Linked DNA regions of Sus scrofa: all the other regions are linked to region 2. A link is a contact called in public HiChIP or PLAC-seq data. All regions are on one chromosome and are shown on one strand. Each heading gives the region's core, a stretch centred on a gene start, on an enhancer-like site or on the middle of the called end of the contact. The rest is flanking DNA. Distances are from core to core; before and after follow the strand shown.

The links. HiChIP or PLAC-seq counts read pairs in DNA pulled down with a chosen protein or histone mark.
Region 1: an H3K27ac HiChIP or PLAC-seq map of alveolar macrophages shows a contact between it and region 2. The contact joins the promoter of HSP90B1 here to the promoter of HCFC2 in region 2. A contact is called at or near these places in 3 of 5 promoter capture datasets (fetal liver, fetal skeletal muscle and liver), 7 of 47 Hi-C or Micro-C datasets (brain, embryonic fibroblasts, heart right ventricle and 2 more) and 2 of 2 datasets of contacts at active chromatin or transcription factors (alveolar macrophages and skeletal muscle).
Region 3: an H3K27ac HiChIP or PLAC-seq map of skeletal muscle shows a contact between it and region 2. The contact joins the promoter of NFYB here to the promoter of HCFC2 in region 2. A contact is called at or near these places in 2 of 5 promoter capture datasets (fetal liver and liver), 4 of 47 Hi-C or Micro-C datasets (epiblast stem cells, heart right ventricle, liver and 1 more) and 2 of 2 datasets of contacts at active chromatin or transcription factors (alveolar macrophages and skeletal muscle).
Region 4: an H3K27ac HiChIP or PLAC-seq map of alveolar macrophages shows a contact between it and region 2. The contact joins the promoter of TDG here to the promoter of HCFC2 in region 2. A contact is called at or near these places in 2 of 5 promoter capture datasets (fetal skeletal muscle and liver), 11 of 47 Hi-C or Micro-C datasets (brain, embryonic fibroblasts, fetal heart ventricle and 5 more) and 2 of 2 datasets of contacts at active chromatin or transcription factors (alveolar macrophages and skeletal muscle).

Annotation. Positions count from the first base shown.
Region 1 is chr5:80,528,769-80,532,309 of Sscrofa11.1, reverse strand. It overlaps HSP90B1 (heat shock protein 90 beta family member 1), which reads left to right and starts at 1,448. Exons shown (of 19, transcript NM_214103.1): 1 at 1,448-1,508; 2 at 2,499-2,601; 3 at 3,329-3,470. The coding sequence starts at 1,460.
Region 2 is chr5:80,408,206-80,411,376 of Sscrofa11.1, reverse strand. HCFC2 (host cell factor 2) reads left to right here and starts at 1,579. Exons shown (of 15, transcript XM_003126644.5): 1 at 1,579-1,783. The coding sequence starts at 1,621. It overlaps GLT8D2 (glycosyltransferase 8 domain-containing protein 2), which reads right to left and starts at 1,462. Exons shown (of 11, transcript XM_021092640.1): 1 at 1,294-1,462.
Region 3 is chr5:80,333,225-80,336,790 of Sscrofa11.1, reverse strand. NFYB (nuclear transcription factor Y subunit beta) reads right to left here and starts at 2,278. Exons shown (of 8, transcript NM_001144930.1): 1 at 1,742-2,278; 2 at 232-317. The coding sequence starts at 237.
Region 4 is chr5:80,490,826-80,494,263 of Sscrofa11.1, reverse strand. It overlaps TDG (G/T mismatch-specific thymine DNA glycosylase), which reads left to right and starts at 1,969. Exons shown (of 10, transcript XM_021092634.1): 1 at 1,969-2,182. The coding sequence starts at 2,160.

The sequences.
Region 1 (3,541 bases), core at 199-2,698, 120 kb before region 2:
GAAAACTTTTCTAACGACGCAGCTTAGCCTGAGGGACTTTTCTCACATGAAAGACACCTGGTGTTTTACGTGTCTTTCTATGTTTCTATGAAGTTAGAAGGCTGCACTCTCTCATTTGCAGCCCCACAGGTTTTGCTTTCAAAGATCTGCAGGTGTATCCTCCTGCGCCCGTCAAATTGAGAGGGGTTTTTTTGTTTTTTGTTTTTTCTATGCTAGACTGGCTTTACTACCACGCTCTCTACTTAACTTACAGCAGGGGCTCTGTAGGTGACCGCCTTTGAACTTCACCAAGGAGTAGAGGGCATCAAAGTTGCTCGCAATCTCTCAAGGGACAATAAATAAATAGCCCCACTGTCCTCCTCTTCTGTAAATCCAATCAGAAGGCCTGGAGATTCTGGCCACGAAAAGTACAGACGTAACAGGGGCTCCGGCTGACCTAGGGAAGCGCGAGAAGACAGATTCGGAAAAGCGTGTTCTCCAACTGGAGGCGAGTCCCAGACTCGAGAGGCCCAAGCCCATAATACTGGGCGGCCTCACCCAAGACCTGGCGGCTTTCTAGGCCCGCTTCTGAAGGCTGTGTACACTGAAGAGTCTGGAACAGGTACAAATCTCTACCGCAAGGGGAAGGAAATGTAAACACTAAAACGCGCGGCACAGAGTTCCGGCGGAGACACACTGGAAAAATGGGGAAAGAAGGGCCAAGCTACGCAACTGAATAAAGACTACGATTCCCAGCATTCACTACAGTGTTCCCCGGGGTACGTTGCATGCCGGGAACTGTAGTTTCTCACCACCCCATGGAACATCGCTAGGGGGATTGTCAACCTCTCACGTGTGTCTCTTTTCCAAGAAGCACTGCCAAATAGAAAACTGGCTGCAAAAAGTCGCACCGGAATCATTCGCAAGATGACCCCACGCGGGGACAAGGGAAAGGTGAAGAGCGCGTTGCCATGGCTACCGCTTCTCTTGGTCCCAGAATAAACGCGCTCTAAGATCCGGAAGTAGTTCCGGGCGACCTCTCCACCTGGAGGGATGAATTCTGTGCTGACGTTCATTGGACGGTTTCCCTTAGAGGCCAAAGCAACCAAGGCAAAGGGGCGGTCCCTCGTGAGAGGGGCCCGCGGAACCGTTTGATTGGAGAAGAGGAGCCAAGACTGACCAATTGGAAGGAGCCACGCTTCGGGCATCGGGCACCGCACCTGGACAGCTCCGATTGGTGGACTGCGGTCCCCCCTACGAGTTCCCATTGGGTACAGGGAGTGCGTGGTGCAGCCCGATTGGCGGGTTCGTGTTTCCCGTCCCCCGCCCGCGAGTAGTGGGGGTGAAAAGCGGCCCGACCTGCTTGGGGGGTAGTGGGCGGATCGCACGGCTTGTGGTTGTGAGGTTCTGAGCCCAGGGGAGGGGGGGCGGAGGTGGCTCCTTCGATCAAAGGGGACTTGAGACTCACCGGCCGTGCGACATGAGGGCCCTGTGGGTGCTGGGCCTGTGCTGCGTCCTGCTGACCTTCGGTGAGTGATCCTGGAGGAGCGGGCACCCCTGGACGCCCCCCCGCTCCAACACGGCCTCTTCTCGAAGGTTCTGGGGGCGTTGAACCTGGGAAGGGGATAACACGGTCTGCGCTGGGCGGATGGGGATGTCCATCGATTTTCCTCGAAAGAGGTTCAGGGGATTTCGTTTACTCTAATTACTCTGGAAAGAAAAAAGGAGAATGGAGTCGTTTAAATCTCTTGCGGATGTCCTAGTATCCGCTCTTAGAAGTCTCAGTCTTCTGGGAGTGGGGCCTGGCTTGGGCTCGCGCCCCTTGGGAGCATTGCGTGTCCCCTTCCGAGGACTTTTGTCAAACGCCGCAATCTTTGGCCGCTCGAGTTTGAGGACCCTCCGCCCCCGGTATTCCGACTGTTCGCCAACGCGAGTTTCCTTTCTTAGGTGCTGGACTGTGAAGCTTGGGGCCCTGGGGCAGCGGACCGGCATTGGCAGCGCGGTTGATTCACTTTCGCTCAAACTCCTTAACATTTTAAAATCTCTAAATATTTCTTCCCTTTGTCAGGCCCCTAGGCCCAATTTCACTTCCCCTCGCTAGAGGTTGCACAAATTCTGTTTGAGCTCTGACCTGTGACATCGAAGGACTAAGTTTGGCATGGTCAGTTTGGAGCCTTGTGTCGGCCTGCGCGCAACACGTGTGAATGTACAGGGGGCCTGGTAGCAAATCAGCTAAGCGCTGTTTGTGAAGAATCTCTGGGCCACCTTTCAGAAGTGATGGCTGCCTCCGTATTTCAGAATCCACTGGGGGACCTCAGTATCTGAACTTAAATAAGAAATATGCTGACATGGGTTTATATTGGATATTCAAGCCAGTGGATCCATTCTTTCATCCCCACCTCCCATATTTTCCAAGTGAATTTTGCAACATCTACCCTTGCCTTGTTGATCTTGTTTCTTCTAAGAAGTACATGGAGCTATGGTGTTTGAGAGTTTTCTGGTATTACATTTTCCCGCAGGGTCTGTCCGCGCTGAGGATGAAGTGGATGTGGATGGGACAGTGGAAGAAGATCTGGGTAAAAGTAGAGAAGGTTCCAGGACAGATGATGAAATAGTACAGAGGTTTGTACTCTTCCGGAACGATGCAAATAACCCCTGGGAAACCCTGGAATACAGTAATTTTTTTATGTTCATTCTCCAAAGGTCCAGATGAAGTTTTAACACTTTGAATTTAATTACTAGATAGTAGAGAAAACGTTAGGGGGAGCAAGCATGTGCATGCACAGTATCTCCTAAATTGCCCCTAAGAATGGTCAAAACGGAATGAATTCTTTGGAAAACTGTTTTGATAATACTGGCGCTATAGCCTTCCTAAGATCTTAGAAAAGATCTACAGTTGGTTGTGTACTTGGCAAGTGTGTACCCTTGGTAATTTTTTTTTTTTCCTTAAAGATTTCTGTAAGTGGAGTGATGTTTTACTTTGGTCTCTTAGGATTTAAAATTATGTAGACCCTTAGGCAGGCAGAGGGACAGGCCTGTGAGAGGGAGCAAAAATGAGTGTGAGTTTGTTTCTTAGTAGAGGGAAGTTGGGTTTATTTTTCTGACAGTTTTAAGCACAAAGTATTTCCAACATGGTTTTAAAGTAACCTGTTGCTGTATTAAAATAATAATGAAATAAATAATAAAATAATAATGAAATGGTGGGCTAGTCATATTTTATAAAGATTTCCACTTTGTCCTTTTTACCCCTAAGACAACCTTAAGAGACCACCGTGCTCTCATCACAAATGCTGTATTTTTGGAGGGAACTAAGTAATGCAGTATTAGTTTATCAAATTTCTTTCCTTAGAGAGGAAGAAGCTATTCAATTGGATGGATTAAATGCATCCCAAATAAGAGAACTTAGAGAGAAATCAGAAAAATTTGCCTTCCAAGCTGAAGTTAACAGAATGATGAAACTTATCATCAATTCATTATATAAAAATAAAGAGGTAAGCAACATTTGGTTATAATAAAGATATTTTGTTTCTGTATGGTAGCATATTTGTTTACTTTCACAGTG
Region 2 (3,171 bases), core at 330-2,829:
GTTCTTAACCTGTTGAACCATGATGGGAACTCCTTAATGAAATACTTTTTTAAAGTTTTACAAAAACCTCATTGCTCTATCCTAGCTTTTCCAGATACATAAAAACTTTCTAGGTGAAATATTTAAGAGTCCATGCTATACATGTGACCAAGAATCAATACATAGCCTTCCTTCTTTGTTCCCAGCCATCTTCCCATCCCAATTCCAACTTCTGTTTGACCATATTATGAAACTGCGGTATTAATCAGGGAAAGTAAGAACTTGAAAAGCAAGAGCCGGAAAGTATAGCAAGAATTCCTTCTAAAAAGGGAGAAACTACCTTTTTAGATGAATGTGAAGGTTAGGTTTGAGGGAATTGAGGGAGGGGAGATGAGCTAGGCCTAAGAGGGATATTTAAAGTAATAAGATGAGGAAAAAAAAAAATTTTAGGAAATTTGGTCTACATTGTTTGTATTCTCTCTGATACCTCTTGAGAGTGTGAGGTAGGAATTTAAATTGCTTTCAATTCCCCTCCATCCCCCTTGCCGAATTTGTGTCTCTCTGAGTGTGATTCTGTGTAGGACATGATCGAAAGGCAGCGGGGCTTAATAGGGTTGTATATGACCGTGATCGGAGGACGTATGGTATAGTGGTTATGGATTGAGTCTCTGGAAGAAGTTCTGCGTTTGAATCCTGACCCTAATCCTTTTCTGCTGTAGTGCCGGAGAGAATTACTTTACTCTTCTGCGCCTCATTTCCCCAACCACGAAAGGCTGAAAGGCTCACTTCACTGGGTTGTTGGGAGAATCGTGAGTTAATATACAAAAGGTAGGGAGGACAGTGCTTGTCAATAAAAGACCCTCAAATGTTAGAAAGTAATAAAACAGAAATCTATTATCAATCTCTCACCTGCTTAAAACAAACAAAACTTTTGCGGCTCGCCGTTCCTAAACTTCTCGGCACAGCACCCTCCGAACTTGATCTGCCTGACTTGCCTTTGCAGACTGAGCTCCGACCTTCCCTCCGGTGTTCATAGCAAAGGGGGGACACAGCGCTCGCAGCCGCTAGGTCGTGGTCCAGACCCTCTCCCTCCCTCCCCCCTTCGCTGGCATCCTCGACGTCCCCGCGCCTTGGCGCGCGTGTCATCCCTTCCGCGGAGGCAGGTTTCCCTCTCTCCTCTCCGTACTCCTGGCACTTCGAAACCTCTACGTGAGCTTTTCTCCCTTTGTGCATTGTTTAAAGGATCTGACTCGTCCACACGCCCTAGATGCTCAATTAAACTGACCCCCGTTTAATGAAAGGAAAACGCTGTACCTTTTTCTGCAAATACAAAATGGGGGGGGCTCTGTGTGGGGAGGGGAGACTTGGTCAGTAGGAAATGTCCTTCCACCCTAAGATCCATTGCCCTGGGTGCCAGGGCCAGCCACGTCGCCCGGGGGTGAGGACCGGGCTCTCTCGTCGGGACCCTCTAGGCTCCCGGCAGCCTGCGGTTCGGCTCGCGGCCACGTGACCACCACCTTCCCGCGGGGTTTCCCCCCCTTCAGCGGGCACAGCTGGAGGCCGGTCCCCGCCCTCCCCCGGGAACAGCGGCGCCGGAGCGGGGCGCGGTGCATTGTGGGCAGAGGGGCGGGGGTTGGGAAGATGGCGGCTCCCAGCCTCCTTAACTGGAGGCGGGTTTCCTCCTTCACGGGGCCGGTCCCCCGCGCCCGGCACGGACACCGGGCGGTGGCCATCCGGGAGCTGATGATCATCTTTGGAGGGGGCAACGAGGGCATCGCGGACGAGCTGCACGTCTACAACACGGGTAGGCGCGGCGGCGGTTTTTCGGCCCCGCCTGTGGGAGCCGCGGAGGGGGAGGGGAGGAGAGGCGAGGCGGCGGCCGCGGCCCTGACAGCTGTCACCGCCGGGTCACTGCCTCCACCAGCGGGCGGCGGGGAGCGCGGCTTGGCCAGACAGTCTCGCTCCCGCAGTGTCCCGGGAGGTAGCTCCGTTTCCCCAGGGTCCGCGGGGCGGAACCGGCCGACAAGCGGGGAGCGCCGGCCCTCGGGCAGACGGTGCAGGACCCCCCACGCCGCAGCCCTGCTGGGGGACGTAGGCGAGGGAGACAGTTCCCACCCGCCTGGGCCTCTTCCCCAAGTCTTGCCCACTCTGGGGTCCCGAGAGTCCCTCCTCTGTCAAAACCTAACTCCAAACCAGAGCTTCTCTGGGCCTTTCCTGTCTTTGCCTGCCTTCCTTACGAGGAAAAGAATATAGGGGAGGCGAGGAGGGGAAACGAGAGGCTTTCGGGTACTTTCACCCCAAATACAGCCCCGTGTCCAGCAGGTGACAGTCAAGATTTTTACCCCATTGGTAGCCCTCTTAACTGGCGGGGAAGTGGTCGGTGGCTGAGCCCGGCGCCTGCCTCTGCGTGGTTGGGTGTGTGTGCCCACGCTCAGCCGTGAGGCGCTCGGAGAGAGGACTGTCAGCTCGAGCACCGCTGCAAATCAGAACTACCCGCGGCCGCGGAGGCCCTGCCTTTGAGTACCTCCGTGGGATAGAAAAGAGACTGGAATTTCATTTATCCCGCTTGTAAACGAGCCAGCTATCTGGAGGAAACTTGTTTTCTTGGTGTACGGCTAATTGATGAATTTGGAATCTGTTATGATCAATTATTTTTCTTTGACCAAACAGCTTAATCATAGTGGTCATTAAAAAAAAATAAATGAAATTGTGGAGTAGGGGGAAGTCTTTTTTTTTTCTTCCCCCCGCCCTTCCTCCTGGCACCCTAGCATAAAAAGTTAGTTGACAGTTTAGTATAGTGTAAAAACCTTGGCTTTGGAATAAGACCTAGTTTGAATTTTGCTCTGCCAGTTGCCCAGGATCAGTGCCTCAGTTACTAAATAGAAGTGTCAGATTTTTCACTTGGGAAATGGAAAGGATGATACTCTCCAAGTAGGGTTGTGGTCAGAAGTTAAATAATATAGACCAGGGGTTTTTTTGTTTGTCTTTTTAGGGCCGCACCCGAGGCATATGGAGGGTCCCAGGCTAGGGGTCTAAGTGGAGCTGCAGGCACCGGGCCTACACCACAGCCGCAGCAATGGCAGATCCTTAACCCACTGAGCAAGGCCAGGGATCGAACCCACAACTTAACAGTTCCTAGTCGGATTCATTTCTGCTACGCCACAGCGATAACTCCTAGACCACGGTTTTTCG
Region 3 (3,566 bases), core at 1,029-3,528, 75 kb after region 2:
TGTGACAGCCTTTCACCCTGTAGCCTCGACAACACTTAGAGGCCCAAAGGAAACACTTAATACATGCAAGTCACTAAAAAAACGGAAGCAAAATGAATGAGGAGAGCTACTGTCTGGCCTTGCAAGGCATTCATCCTATCAGGAATCTCTGATCTAAATCAGGTCTAATTTTGTTTCCAGCTAATTACTATTCAAATCTAATTAATAACCAGAATAGTAAAACATACTTACTGTCATGAAATACTGGGTGAACCGTGTTGTCAGTGCTACTCCAGAACACCTGTCTAAAAAGGTGTCTGATCTTTGCCAATTTCAACCTAGAAGACAAACATCTATCAGTAGTGTAAAACTATAGCCCAAAGGCATTCTTCCTAGTAAAATTTAAAAAGGCATGTATAATTTTACCTACTATTCTTATTTAATGAACTGCATGGCTCTAAAATGGTTCAAAAAGCAAGCACCCAATAAATGTTTGTTAAATTGGGAGACGTATTTTGGAGGACTTATAAAAGTTCATGCTATTGGGGGAAGTACGGCTTTTCCAACAAAGCCCTATATTTAGTCATGTTCATCATAAATATTCATCACAACACACCAAATTATATAATACGCAAGAGGCCAAAAATTACATATCAACACCCAAGACACAAATATCCCACTTATCAACTTAATTTTTACTGATGGCTTTCCTTATGTTTTAGAGTGAGATTTAGGGTTCAAAAGCTCAAAAGGGAAGACAAGTTTATCTCAGGATATAATGCTTTCCAATTAAATATCTCAGATTATAGCGGGAAGAAGATACATGTTGCCCAGAGAACATCCAGAGAAAGAGAATACAGTCAATTAAGACCTGTATTATTTTAAAGCATCACCATTTGGGACTAAAATTGCATCTCAATAGCACTTCATTCTCACTGTAAGGCATAAATAGTTGAATAAATTGGCATCAATTACGATGTTACAATTTCCATTCTCATTTGCTCTTCCCCTTTTTTCAAGGGAAAAAAAGGGGGGGGAGACAAAGACATATCCTTTCTGTGCTAATTTTTAAAAGAAGACAAAATACTGATATGCATTCAAGCATGAAATCTAGCAAACAGAAAAAACTCTAACCACCAAATTGAATTTTCAAATGCTACTACAAGGGTCCATGCAGCAAAGACTGGCTGACATTGTCTACTGTTCTGTAATCCCAAAAGCAATTTCTAATTTCTTTCCAAATATCATCTTCACTCTAACCCCAAAGCTGCCCAGAAAATTCCTTCCTCGTAGCTAGAAGTGTCATTTTTTAAAGGTGCCGTGGGGGGAGGAGAGAGATCCTCAGAACACTTAAAATACAGGAGCTGTCTATATTTATGTATTTTTGCTGGGGGTTGGGGTGGTGCCACACCTCACCACAATCACTCACCCAAATAGTTGAGTCAGTATATGTTTAGATTCAATATATTAAAGAGAAACACTATCACCTCACATGGTATATATTTTCTTACAGGCAGGTTATGATATATGTGAAAGCTCAAGGCAATGCATACATATGTTTAATGTTTAAAGAAATCTGTATCCAAGAAAAGCAGCAGACCCTTCCTCCACCCTCCATTCTTTGGCATCAACAACCAGAGTTTTGCACCAATATAAGCCTTAAATTGAACTACGGGAGCAGAGTGAGAACGGAATAATTGCCTCTTAAGGAATTTTGGTTAAACTTTACTAATAAAACCCCCTATTTGTTAATGCCACTTACATTGATCAGTTCACCTCATCACTTTGTATTTCTGACTTGTCTCCATACAAGAGAGCCGAAACCACCCCAGTGACTCGTGGCACGGAACCGTGCAGTCCATGCAGGCTGGGATGCTATTTTTTAAAAGGTCATATGCTACTTAACCTTGCTTAAACCATCTTTTAGAGTACTCTGGGCGAGATTTCGTCTTGTAGGTGCTCTTCTAATTCTTTGTTCTCCAAGACTACTCCTGAGGCCCGGTATATCCTCCCCGCCTCCCACCGAAGATTAAAACCTTAGTCCAATCCGGAAGGCTTCCTTCCCACCTTCGGGGCAAGTCCAGGGACCGCAAGCCGCCAGATGGCTGCATTCTATACGCGTAAACCAGACTGCGGGGAAACCAAATCCACTCCTTCCTCCCGGGGACCTCGCTTCCTCCCCACGAAGGTGCGCGGGCTGGCCCGGGTCCCACCGTCCGCCCGGCCGACCTGTCGGTCCCGCCTGGGCGGCGCGGACACCCCGGGCAGGCATCCCCCCTACTCGGCCGGCTCAGGCCCGGGGCCCGCGCCTAACGCCCGCCCGCCGCGCGGCGCCCGGGGTGCCGGGGCAGACAAAGCGGCCCGGCCCTGCCATGCCCCCGCGGAGTGGCGGGCGGAAGAGGGGCGCTCCCCGGGAGCCCCCGCGCGGCGGAGGAGGAGGATCGGGGCCGGGGGTCCAGGCTGCATCCTCCCGCCCCCAGCCGGCTCGCCACACAAAATGGAGCCGGCCCGGACGCCACCGAGAGCGGGGCCCGACGGTGCCCCGGCGCCCCCTCCTCGGCCTCGGGCCCGGAGGTCGGCGGCGGCGAGCAGGAGGCGGCCTGGCCCGCGTCCCGCCGCTCCTCGGCCGGGCGCACAAAGAGCCGCGCCGCGGCCCAGCGCCCGCTTCCCAGCCGGGCCCGCAGCGGGGGAGGCCTCGCAGGCGCCGGCCCGGCCCCGGCCCCGGCCCGGGCGGGAGGGCGGGCAGGCGGGAGTGAGCCAAGTGCCCCCGGCCGCGGCGGCGTTGGCGGCGGGGACGGCGCCGGGAGGAGACGGACATTTCATTCGAGCTAAAGTGGAGTCGGTTTAGGAGCGATCATTGGCCGAAGCGAGACACAAACCTCCAATGCAGCCCTGGTTGGCTCCCGTCTCCAATCGGCTGTTTGGTTGGACAGAAAATGGCTGCGAAGGAACCAGTCCCAGCGCGGAGCTCCGCTTCCAGGACTCGGCCTTCCCTCCCTCCGCCGCGGGCCGCTTCCCTCGGCGCGACACCCTCCCTCCGCAGCTCCCGCGCGCCCGCCCGGCGCGGCCCCGCCCCGGCACGGCCCCGCCCCCAGCCCCGCCCCGTGCGCTGAGCAGCCCGCAGAGCCCGCTGCAGGCCGCCGCGAGTCGGTCCTGCGGCGCGAGCGGAGCCCGCGGGTGGCTTTTTCCTCGGCAGGGACTAGGGCTGGGGCTCGGTGCTAAGGTCAGTGCGGGCTTTCCGCGGTATTTTCCCCACGTCTTGCGCATGATTTCTCAGCTCTCCCTCTCTTTTCCATCCCCTCCCCTGGCGCACGTGGAAGTGTCTCACCCGCCAAAGTGCAGCCTGCCTGCGCCTCGAGTTTTAAGAAGGGGAAACCAAGGGCAAAAGCTGCCGGCCAGGCGACACTCGAGCTACAGGGTGGATCTGAACGGCGATTACCTCCTGGTATGCTTTCAGCGCCAGCTGTTCGCCTTGTGCCCCTGTTAAGTTTGCCACATGCACAACGCTCCCTCTCGGTCACCGAGCTCCCCGTTCGTTTTTTCAGATTTCACCTAAAGATACAATCCTCTGCTTTAGGTTTAACAAC
Region 4 (3,438 bases), core at 720-3,219, 82 kb before region 2:
ATGTCTGTGAGTCAGCATCTGTTCTGCAAAGAAGTTCAATCTGTCCTTTTTTCAGATTCCACATGTCAGTGAAAGCATTTGATGTTGGTGTCTCATTGTATGGCTGACGGAGAAGTTTCTTTAAAACTTTTCTACAACTTAGAATAGATTTACAAGGAGATCCTGCTGAGTAGCATTGAGAACTATGTCTAGATACTCATGTTGCAACAGAACAAAGGGTGGGGGAAAAATGTATACATGTAAGGATAACTTGATCCCTTTGCTGTACAGTGGGAAAAAAATAAATTGTTAAAAAAAATCCTTAAAAAAATAAAGTTAGATAAAAATCACACAAAAAAATAAAATAAAATAAAAAAATAAAACTTTTCTAGACTGTGCTCCTGAGCAGTTAGCAAAACCAAAAAGAATGGGCTATTGTTAATTCGTTCACTCAACAAAAATTCACTGAATATCTACAATGAATCAGGTTCTGAGTGATACCTACTAATGAACAGAGTATTTCTAACAGTTCTGAAAAGTTTAAAAATGTTAGAACTTTCACTTAAGCAACTCATAATACAAATTAATATTTTTGTATTTGCTCATGAAAGCCGTTTCCTGGATCCTAGAATGAAGGCATAAGCAACACAGAGCCTCAACCCTTTTCCAGACCGCATTATTACCGAGGGAGAAACAAACTCTAGTTGCTGTAAACCAGAGATCATGGACTTATATGGCACCACAGCATAAACCATGGAAAGCTAACTAATACAGTAAGTATCCCATCATGCAAACTAGAACAGACAAGCCTATTTCCATCGAGTTATTTAATGGAGTCCTTGTACAAAGGCCAGTGACAACCTGAGAAAAACGAGCTGCAACAGCCATGGGTAAATAAAACAGAGGGGTTTATCCGGGTTGTAAGGAGGTGATGCTTGAATACCACCTACCATCATAGACTTCAAACTTATATTTTTACGTATCCAAAGTAAAGCAGAGGACGGTTTATGTAATGCATTACTTTTTGTTGTTGTTGTTGTTTTTGCCATTTCTTAGGCCGCTCCCATGGCATATGGCGATTCCCAGGCTAGGGGTCGAATCGGAGCTGTAGCCGCCGGCCTACGCCAGAGCCACAGCAACGCGGGAACCGAAACACGTCTGCAACCTACACCACAGCTCACGGCAACGCCGGATCGTTAACCCACTGAGCAAGCCAGGGATCGAACCTGCAACCTTATGGTTCTTAGTCGGATTCGTTAACCACTGAGCCACAACGGGAACTCCAATGCATTACATTTTATATTTCTTTCTTTGTTTTTTTTTTTTTTTGTCTTTTGTCTTTTTTGTTGTTGTTGCTATTTCTTGGGCCGCTCCCGCGGCATATGGAGGTTCCCAGGCTAGGGGCTGAATCGGAGCCGTAGCCACCGGCCTACACCAGAGCCACAGCAACGCGGGATCCGAGCCGCGTCTGCAACCTACATCACAGCTCACGGCAACGCCGGATCGTTAACCCACTGAGCAAGCCAGGGATCGAACCTGCAACCTTATGGTTCCTAGTCGGATTCGTTAACCACTGCGCCACGACGGGAACTCCAGGACTCCCAGGAATTCTGATTCCAAAGTTTCGGTTTTCCCATATAGCACAGTAATCACCTAATAATGCAAGTCGCTGTTTTTAATCCGAATAAAACGTTTTTGTAAAGGCCTGGCTAATTCTGATAAGGATAATCGCCCCACCTACCTAGCGCCCACACAGATGACAGTGCCATCTCGTGCGCACCACCACCCACCCACACTAAACGTCATGGAGGACAAAGCCTACGTAAGCACTCCCTCCCAGACTTTTCATCCTCCACCCTTCCCGAAAGGCCAAGTGGCGAGTAAAACCAACGAGAGGGGAGCAAATATGATTGGGCTGCCCTGGATCACGTGATAGGCGCAGGGCGTGGGATTTGGCTTAGAGCTGACGGAAGCCCTGCGCGGAGGGTGGGTCTGGGTTGGGGGGGAGGGGGAACTGGAAGCTTGGGGGAGGAGCTTGAGCTCTAGGAGCTGTCCCGTTCTGCCGGCCATCGAGTCCAAGAGACTGGTTATTGGACCGCTGTACGTGCGCCGTGGTACCTCAGAGGCCACGCGCTCACTTGCCTGGCCGGAGTACCCGCGTGCGCCAGCTGCAGCAGGGAATGGAAGCAGAGAACGCGAGCAGGTAAGGCCGGGGCGGAGCGTCGCCCCTCCCCCCGGCGCCCCTCGCGATGGTCTGGCCGCGGGCGGGCGCATGCACGCACGCACGCACGCACTCACGCACGCACGCAGGCACGCAGGGGGTCTTTAAGGCCGCGGCTGGAGTACAAAGGCCAGGGCCGCGCGTGCGCACTGCCGGCCTGCTCCGGCCACTCCTAGTCCGGAAGGCTGTCGCGGCTTGACCGGCATCCGGGCCCGTCCTAAAGCCTACTGTGTATCGTGTCGGCTTTAAAATGTGGTAATAAGCAAGAAGCAGTCTCTAGTTATTTCTTTCCGGTTACTTTTTTGGCTGCATTTCCCTTCACCCTCTGTTGTCGTACAAAGCAGTAAAGATTTCACGTATCACTCGAGGAGTTGTCATTTTAGAATTGTGGGTTTACGGTGGCTTCTTCAGAGTTTTGGGTCAGGGACACAAGGTAGATAACATCGCCATACGGCAGCTCTTGAATTCTGGGATTGGGAAGAATCCTCCCCAGAAGTCGTCTAATACTGTCTGTTTTCTAGTGGTCTTGGGGGCGATCTTAAGAATTTACTTGTAACATGTCCTTTGGGGAATGTTAGGTGGAGAGTTTTGCAAAGCAGAGATTTCGAAATTTGAACCGACGGAAGCCAAATGAAAAAAACTAAATAGGGTAACAGTGTTTAAAAAGAAAGCAAATGGTTTACCTTGGAATTAGACCCAATGAAGTATTATCCTGATACTCTGACTAGTGGGCCCTGAACTTGGGCAAGACGCTAAACTTCTCTGAGCCTGTGCATGTCTGTCATTAGGACGTGTGTAGAATCCAGTTCGGACACGCTGTAAATGGGTGTTACGTGGAAGGGGCGTTAGTAACCAACACAGATGGTCTTAGAGTTTAAGGAAGGAGATACATGGGTCAAATTCCGAAATAACTCCACTGCTTTCCCTGAAGAACTTTAGAAATAAAAAAATTCACCAGAACTTGTGGAAATCAGTCTCAGCTTTATGATCTTAAGAATTAAAACTGGAGTAAAGCCAACCATCATATAAATTACCATCATCCCTTGGTATCCAAAGTACATTTGTTCTTGGATTCTCATGAATACTAAAATCTGTGGATGCTCAAGTCCTTTATGTAAAATGATGGCGACTAGTCGGCCATCCTGCAGGTTCTGGAATGTGGGGTGGGGGATTGTTCTCATTGTAAAACCTTACTCTGCATCTTAAAGTAAGGTGATAGTTCTCTCTGGTACAATGTT